3 separate regions of the Sus scrofa genome follow, and regions 1 and 2 are each linked to region 3. A link is a contact called in public Hi-C data. All regions are on one chromosome and are shown on one strand. The core of a region is the stretch at or near the end of the contact, and the rest is flanking DNA. Distances in the headings are between cores, read along the strand shown.

Region 1 (2,700 bases), core at 160-2,659, 110 kb before region 3:
ATTAAAATTACATGCAGAAAGGACTGAGCCATGAGACATATTCAACTTATTTCCAACCCAGGAAATAAGTCCATATATATTTAAGAACTGCTTAATAATGATAATAACAACAGTAGCGATGGCAATCCTGTGGCTCGAAACCTCAGGTCCTGGTCTACGCGATTTACGAGTGACATAAGTGCACACACACACATATACTCATTTTGTCCTCAGACAGAAGCAGCCCATTTTCCTGAGACGGAAACTGCGGCAGAAAGTAGTTAATCCCAAGGCGCAGAGCTAAATTTCCCACTCATAAAAGTAGATTACATTTACCACCAGGCAAAAGCATTACAACCTACGTAAAACAAAGTCAAGGCTTCAATAGCCAGGTTAGAGCAGGTGCATCCTATGAATACGGATCAAAGCGATCTCAGCTGTCAGCTTGAGAAACACGCTTTAAGCAGAATGCATGTTCATTACAAAAGAACAGCGCCGCGAAACCTACAAAGAGAAAACAAGACAACTTTATCCATCCATCCATCCATCCATCCATCCATAATTAACACTGTTGAATAACGGCTTGCAGGGCAGGCACACATCACACATTTTAACTTGCAGTGGACCTAAGCCCTCCGCATAAATTCCGACGAACTTCCTAAACAATCTTGAATCCTGGAAACACCACCACTCTAGACATCCTGACGCACGTCGTGGTGACATTCCACCTCCGTGCCCTTCTTCAGAGTTGCTGGCGGAGCGAGAGAACCCACAACACAAGAACCCACACAAGATGGTTTAGTGGTTCTGGACGGCGTGAGAGCGGCCATAACTCCACAGCCCCCGTCAGCCGCAAGAAGACATCTCCCCGGAAGGCTCTGCACCAAGGACCCAGACTATCAACTTCCCTCACTCAAAAAGAAAAAAGGGGAGAGCCGGGGCAGAGAGAGGCCAGAATGCGGGGTGCGAGGCCGGCCAGCGAGGGGAAGGGGCACCAGGCGAGGCGTGAAGGCCACGGGAGGAAGGTCCCACAGCCCGCGCTTCTAGAATCTTGGGACCAGAAGGGATGCCCTTGGGACTGAGTACGCGAAGAGTCGCCCCAGATCGACAACCCCCCGGGCTCCCTGCACAAGGTCCTCTCCCGTTTTCCGCGGCTCCCGGCAGCTGCCTCCACAACCGGCCTCAGGCCCGCCCCCTTGGTCATCGGGCCCACTCCCAGCTTCACAGCTGAAAGCCGCCATAAATCCAAGGAAAACAAGTCTCTGGCTTCCCTCCCCACCTTCCAGGCCCCTGGGAAATACTCACTTGCCCGCCAGATCTTTATGAGAGCCGCTCGAATTCATGAGCTGGGCCAAATCCTGCCGCACGGCTGCCGCCATCTTCCTCCGAGCTCAGCGGAGGCTGCGGGGCCTCTCGCGGCCAAAGGGAAACGAGTCTAGTCCTCCAGAGTCCGGCCAGAGGGAACCCGAGAGGCCACAGAGTAGCGCCTGTGTGGGCCAGAGCGCCGAGGTCGGGAGCCTGCGTTAGGCCCGCCCCCAGCGTTGAGTGACGCGAAGCTCCACTGCTCAGATCCTAAGCCCGCCCAGGCGTCTCCCGCCGACTCCGGCTCGCACGCTCCCACTTGGGATTGGCGGGTGAACCCCAAGGGGCGGAGTCGCCTGTGCACCTCCTGTAAGTGTCCGATACGCAAAACCACTCCATCTTCAAGTTCCGTGGCTCTCGTCTTGCTTTACCGTTCCTTGTTCTTCAAGGCGGCACCTGAACTACTCATAATAAAGAACGAGTTGGTTTTTGTGTACAGTTCACCACAGACCAGTACTTTTGTCAAGTACAGTAAAATGTGCGCCCATCCCTGTTTCCACTCTTCACACTTTATATAGGTTGAGCATACATCCCAGTTTGTCCAGGACAGGAGTAATTATTTACTCTGTAAACTGTTCCATTTGGATAACAAATTATATGATCACCCTACCTTGATATGTAATTGTATTTATTATCCCTGTATCTTTATACAATTTCTGTCTGCAAATACAAGCAAATAAATGTAAATTTTTGTCTATCCTTTCTAGCTTTCACAAAAGATAATACACCATATCATTATTCTGCTCTTGCTTTTTTCACTATTCTTGAAGATGCAAGTCCGCATACCTGCTTCATTCTTTTTTTAGAGCTGGAGAGTATTACATATCATAAGGGACACCCTGGTTTATTGAATCTGTATAGCTAGACACTCGAGTTGTTTTTAATTAATCGCCAGTGCTGCAGTGAATAACCTTGTTCGTACCTCATTTTGTACGTGTACATGTAGAATACATTCCGAGAAGAGAGCTGAAGGGTCGACGTACTTACAGTTGTGATAGATGTTGCCAAATTGCATTTTATAGGAATGGTACCATTTTGCCTTCCAAGCAGCAATATCATAGGGGTGCAAATTTCCTCAGACTTGCCAACACAGGATGTTAAACTTTTGAATTTCTGCACTCTATATGTGAAAACTAGCATATTCCCTCTTTGGGGAAGGGGAAAGAAAAGAAGACCAGAATAGGAGTTCCCGTCATGGCTCAGTGGCTAACGAATCCAACTAGGAACCATGAGGTTGTGGGTTCGATCCTTGGCCTCGCTCAGTGGGTTAGGAATCTGGCGTCGCCATGAGCTGTGATGTAGGTTGCAGATTCGGCTCAGATTCCATGTTGCTGTGGCTTGACTCCTAGCCTGGGAACC
Region 2 (2,826 bases), core at 254-2,753, 90 kb before region 3:
AGTTCCCGTCGTGGTGCAGCGGAAACGAATCTGACTAGGAACCATGAGGTTGTGGGTTTGATCCCTGGTCTTGCTCAGTGGGTTAGGATCCCGTGTTGCCGTGAGAACGGCAGCTACAGCTCCGATTAGACCCCCTAACCTGGGAACCTCCATATGCTGCAGGTGCAGCCCTAAAAAGACAAAAAAAAAAAAAAAAAAAAAAAACAAAAAAACCCAAAGGGATGTGGTACATATACACAAGACAAATGGATGGATTCAGAAGGTGTGGTACATTTACACAATGGACTCCTGCTCAGCCATAAAAAAGAACAAAATAATGTCCTTTGCAGCAACATGGGTACAACTAGAGACTCATCCTAAGTGAAGTAAGTCAGAAAGACAAATACCATATAATGTCACTTACACGTGGAATCTAAAATACAGCACAAGTGAACCTATCTATAGAAAAACCTCAAGGATGTGGAGAATAGACTTGTGGTTGCCAAGGGTGAGGGGTGGGAGTGGGATGAACTGGGAGTCTGGAGTTAGTAGATGCAAACTATTGCATTTGGAGTGGATAAGCAATGAGACTCTGCTGTATAGCACTGGGAACTATATCCAGTCACTTGTGATGAAACATGATGGAGGATAATGTGAGAAAAAGAACGTGTATATATATATAAATGTATAACTGGGTCACTTCGCTGTACAGCAGAAATTGACAGGACATTGTAAATCAACTACAATTTTAAAAAAACTAAAACAAAGTGATTGCTGCCTCTGCTACAGCAAGTCTCACTTCCTCCATTGTGTTCCCAGGCTACAGTCACTCACGTTGACCTGCATGTCCTCCCTGCTCCATTAGCAATTACAGACTGTACCACATCATTTTATATTATGCATTCTCTATTGTTTCCTCTGTAGTTTTTGTCTCATACAGAGCAGTTATTATCTGAATCTCTCAGTGCCTGCTTATCCTACTCCAAATTTGGGTTATCTTTTCTCACCTTACAAAAAGAATAGCGGGAAAAAGAAAAGGAAATGGTGATCAAATACAAAGAATTTTGACTGTGTTAGTCTTGGCTGTACACTGCAAACGAAAGTCTCTTTGAAAATAAGTTTAACTCTGCATGGTCTCCCACGGGCTTTTCAGCGACCCCTGCAACATTAGGGCCTAAAAAACGAAAAGATTTGGCATCTGTGATTACTGATCACTCCCCACCCAAGTACATCAAACAGCGGCAAGATGCTGGAAACTGCACCCACAGCAGAGACTTCCTAACAAGGAAAGCGAGACGGTAGCGCGGTCCCTTCCAACCTCCCAACTGCAGGCGCGATCCCGCTCTTCCCCCTCCCAGTCTCAGCCGGATGGAACATTCCGTGCGAAAGCTTGGACCGGGCGCCCACTCCGGGTCACGTGGAGCAGGAGCGTCCTGCCGGCGCCTTGCGGGATGACGCTCGCTCGGGTTGCCAAGGGGCGGGGCAAGGCGCCGCGGAAGGGGCGGGGCGAAGGAAGCCGGCCGGGAGGCGGGGCGGGCGGAGCGGAGGGGCGGGCGGAGAGGGGCGCGCGGGCGGGGAGGGCCCGGCGTATTATGGGATGCGGCGGTGGAATGGCGCTGGGCGCGTGATTTTGAACAAACCCGGGTCTGTGTCTCGGAGGCGCCGCCGCCGCCGCGGCTGCTGGGAGCCCAGGGAGCGCGGCGCGAGGAGGAGGCGGCGGCGCCGCCGGCTTTGGTGAGTGTCAGCCCCCGGGGTGGGGGCTTCTGGGCGGGCCGGCGGGAAAGGGGGCGCTGCGGGTGGAGGCGCGGGCGGAGGGCGCCGGACCGCCCTCTCCGGGAGCCCGGCTAGTGGGTCGTGGCGGAGAGCGGGAACCTGCAGTCTGGGGGCCGCCGCGCCCCATCCCCGGGCCGCAGGGGGCGGGAGGAGCCTCCCGGCTCGGGCCCTTCCCGCCGGCCCTCGGGAGGGCGGCTGTCACCCGGCTGGGCCGCCGCTCCGCCGGCAGCCTGTCCTTCTGGGCGGTCTGGAGGGAGGGCTCCCGTGGCTGTTGACACGCACACGGCGCGGCCCGAGGAGCCGCCGTGTCGGCCCCGGGTTTCTGGGAACCGGTTTTGCTGCTGTGTCATTTCGTAGCAGCCCTTCCTTTCCCTACTGCCCGCCGCCCGGTTCTTCCTACGCCCCTTTGTATGGTGTCTTCGTGTGTGTCCGTTTTCCTCGCGAAGCCCACCAGCCAAATGTCATAATGTTCCCGAGGTGCACGGGGAAGGGAGCGGGCCAGGGCTTAGCCTGGCCAAGCAACGGTAAACACCAAGCAGAGTGCGGATGGATGGGGCTGGCGGAGGGGAAATAAAGTTTAAAGATGAAGAAGCTGGGCAGGCTCGATACTCCTGGCGTCTAGCAGGCTGCATAGAGAAACGACGACTGGGCCGATTGATAGATAGCACTTGTTTAAGCCTGAAGCTGCCGTCTTTTATGTGGAATTGTCATTCAAGCAAGGTAAGGAAGTGAAATGGCTTTTTCAGTTTCTTACTCTCTCTTCTTAAACTAACTTTGAAGAAAGACAGTCGAGTGGCTCTGTTCGAAATCTGTACATTCCGTTTGCTCATTTCAGACAGGTCTTATGCTGTAGTCGAATGGTAGGTATAGAATCCAGCTTTTGGATGGGTGGTTATCAAACCTGAAATCAATAAAGGCAGCTAATTTACGTGTTTTTTTTTTTTTTAATTCTGATCCCGTCAGAAGCTTGCAGCTTAGGTTTTCTTGTTATGTCTTTGATAATTAAAATAATCTGTATTTTCTTTTCGTTATTCATTAAACTGCACAATGGTGGAGCTGATGGGGCTGGGTAGG
Region 3 (3,039 bases), core at 520-3,019:
GCCTATCAGGCACCCTTGAAACTCCCTAAGTTTTTTTTAGATAATTTATCTCCAGGCTACTTTTTCTACATTGTATCTTCACTTTCCATTCCTTAATATTTTTCCATGCTCTTCCTACTTAATATCCTCCTCCCACCCTACCATCCCCCTCCACGGATCTAGGTTAAGGTTCAAGGTCCAACTCAAATGCCGCTGGTCCCATGAGATCTTTTTGGTCTTTTCATAAAAGTGCTCTCTCGGTGGCTCAACTCTATACTTCGTGTTGCCTTAATAGACTACCACTTAAAAAAAAACAGTGTACATTTCTTTTTGTCTGTGAGGATCTGTTCCATCCACTTTTCTACTTCTGATTTCAATGGCCTATACCAGACTGGACGACAGATGCGGGTTCAGATTAGACGGGCCTGAAAACAACACCCACTTTTGAGCCAAAGGAAACATCCTTGCCATGATAAGATACATCCTGAGTGCGACTAGGCTTGCAGAGTGCAGCCTAAGGATACTGAACAACTACCAATGATAGGCAGTGAAAATCCGAAATCAAGAGTCCCCTGCGGGCCCCGCCGGGCACAAAAGCCCCTCCATAGGCCGTCTTGCTTCACAACGACCTCCCCCAGCCCCCTCCCACTACTATCTTGTTCTAAAGAAAAGTAAAAAATCAAATTAAATTTTAAAAAAACCCTTTAGTCTCCTAGGCCTTCCCTGATCTCCAAAAAGCAGACACAGGCAAATTCTAACTAAGGAAGTGAGGGAATGCGGGGGGGGGGGGGCAGTTAAGCCAGAGAGCACGAACGATAGTTCCATGATAAGACAGAGTCCAAGATCCTCCTCAAGGGCTGTACGTAATAGCCTGATGGCTATCTTTAAGTTGTTCTGCAAAAACTAACCCCTGCCCAGCTGGAAGATAGTGACTAGTCGCTGACCACAAGCACTTGGACCCAATTTATTGGAACCAGAAGCCTGATGATTGACATTCTCCAAACACCACCCTGTTACCTCACTCCCACTCAATCCGAATAAATTCATGCACTCCGCAGCCTTTACCCCAAGACTGCTTTTCAAAACTCTACAAGCCCATCGAGGAATTTAGGTCTTTTGAGCATGGACCCCGGTTCTCCTTGCTTGGCACTGTGCAACTAACGCCGAACCACAACCTGGTCAGTAAACTGGCTTTGCAGCGCGGTGGGGGAGCGAACTCGAGTTCAGTTCACTAACAAAACTGATCTGCACACATCGCCCGGGCGAGCCCCACACTCTAATCGATGAAAGCTCACGCCTTCAACGGCACTTCTAAACTGCATTCCCTTCCCCTGCAGTAAGACGCCGACAGGAAGCAAGACTCCTTTAACTCGTGCTAAACGCTGTCGGGCAGCGGTAAGCCGTGAGAATGCAAAGCCGCCAAAGGCACCGAGCACCAAGGTGAAGAACGGCCTTCGCTCTCAAGGTTGCCCAGTCCCTCCGCCCAGTCCCACGCTACGCACGTCGCGCCACGTCGCGGGGGACGCCCCGCCCGGCCCCGCCCCCGGCCTGCAGCCAGCCGGCCGTGCTGGGAGTTAGCGCGGCGGCCGCTCTCACGCACTGGTGGAAGGAGAGGCCCCGCTCGCGGCTCAGCACGGTGTCCCGGGTGCTGCAGCCCACTGCCGAGCAACTTCGGGTCATCTTCTTGTTAGGTGGCGCTCCACGGTCGGTGCTCCTTCGACGGCATGAAACGCTACAAAGTTAGCTCCGCCCGCTGACTGGGCGCCTACGACCTTTATTTATTGGAAAGGCGGGATCTTAAGGCGCAAGACTCCCACCCTTCTTTTCGGGGGGCGCTGCGCCTGCCGCCGTGGCCAATCACAGGCCACGTTTTGCCCCAGCAGCCAATCAGAAAGACCAGAACGATTACGACGCCATTGGGCCGCCCCTCCCTCGCTGGTCGAGGGTGGTTAGTGGAAGCAACCGCCATGGGTTCCTTTTCATCCGCGCTGACTAAATCCATTGCCATCGCGCTTCTTGTGAGGCCCAGAGGGAGCATGCGAAGGGGAGAGGCAGCACCAAAGTTGAAGCGAATCCATAGGCGTACCAGTGTGTCTCCGGGTGCGAGCTCTGAAAGTGGCTGGAGGGTGTGATGGAGGGGGATAAACGCGGCGCCCTAGCAATGTAGAAGACAAAATTGGACCCCAAGTGAATTATTTGCTGAGAGGCATGGCATTTCTTTGCATTTTATTTTGTAGTTCCTTGATGCGGAGACAATGGTGTGGTTGACCGTAGGTGTGTGTCCTCGGAGGAGCTTGGATGAGAATCTCACATGAAGATAAGTCGACTTTTAATTCAACGAACCCTTTTCTGCAAAAGCTTGTGCCCCAGTGGGGGAATTAAGGAGGTAAGAAGGGGGCTCTCGGGGAAACGCACTGTCTAGTGGGGACCCGTCAGTAGCCTTACCGACAGGGGCAATGAAATGGTTTTGGTTGGGATGTGGATGGCTTTCAGGAGTGAGACGATCATGCATAGAAGGACGTCTTTGTTAAGCTCTTCGTGTATACGGTATGAGGTTTCAGGTCTCATAGAAGAAAAGTGGGGCCAAGTAGGGCCTAGTTTCTCTTTTGCATCTTTAAAGAGGTCCTTAGCATATTAAGTGGTATCGTTCCTGCCTAACGTTGCAGGCCCATCATAGAGAACAGAAATGTTTGTAATTTGTTCATTTCTGTCTCTAGCTGGCAAGAATGAGTCTAGCACTTCCAAGCAAGATTGTTCTTTTTCCCTTTTTTGTTTGCTTTATCCAGAGTCTAGCCAGAAAGATTCATCTCAAGGTATTACTTACAATTGCTTTCCTTTATCATACGCTTATATCTTACTTGAACGCAGTTAACGTAATTTTTGCTCATGTATTTTCGTTAAAAGTTACAAAGCCTAAGATAGTCCATGAATTTGGGGGAAATTGGTCCATGGGGTTTACTTAGCTGCGGGCTGTGCTAAGGGTAGGACCTGGATTTAAAACACCGTCAGTTGTTTAGACTGTTAGAAACTTTTATTTAGGGCCAAACCTGCAGCATATGG

What was found. A called contact is a pair of places that touch in the nucleus more often than the background predicts.
Region 1: a Hi-C map of liver shows a contact between it and region 3, with 5 times the contacts expected there. The contact joins the promoter of COPS4 here to the promoter of THAP9 in region 3. A contact is called at or near these places in 2 of 5 promoter capture datasets (fetal liver and liver), 21 of 47 Hi-C or Micro-C datasets (blood, brain, embryonic fibroblasts and 10 more) and 2 of 2 datasets of contacts at active chromatin or transcription factors (alveolar macrophages and skeletal muscle).
Region 2: a Hi-C map of skeletal muscle shows a contact between it and region 3, with 7 times the contacts expected there. The contact joins the promoter of LIN54 here to the promoter of THAP9 in region 3. A contact is called at or near these places in 3 of 5 promoter capture datasets (fetal liver, fetal skeletal muscle and liver), 14 of 47 Hi-C or Micro-C datasets (alveolar macrophages, blood, differentiating spermatogonia and 7 more) and 2 of 2 datasets of contacts at active chromatin or transcription factors (alveolar macrophages and skeletal muscle).

The regions. Positions count from the first base shown.
Region 1 is chr8:135,312,935-135,315,634 of Sscrofa11.1, forward strand. It overlaps COPS4 (COP9 signalosome subunit 4), which reads right to left and starts at 1,410. Exons shown (of 10, transcript NM_001105304.1): 1 at 1,285-1,410. The coding sequence starts at 1,358.
Region 2 is chr8:135,329,365-135,332,190 of Sscrofa11.1, forward strand. LIN54 (protein lin-54 homolog) reads left to right here and starts at 1,504. Exons shown (of 13, transcript XM_021101867.1): 1 at 1,504-1,713.
Region 3 is chr8:135,418,964-135,422,002 of Sscrofa11.1, forward strand. THAP9 (DNA transposase THAP9) reads right to left here and starts at 1,770. Exons shown (of 5, transcript XR_002346893.1): 1 at 1,580-1,770. It overlaps LOC100737511 (a long non-coding RNA gene), which reads left to right and starts at 1,878. Exons shown (of 5, transcript XR_002346894.1): 1 at 1,878-2,079; 2 at 2,217-3,039.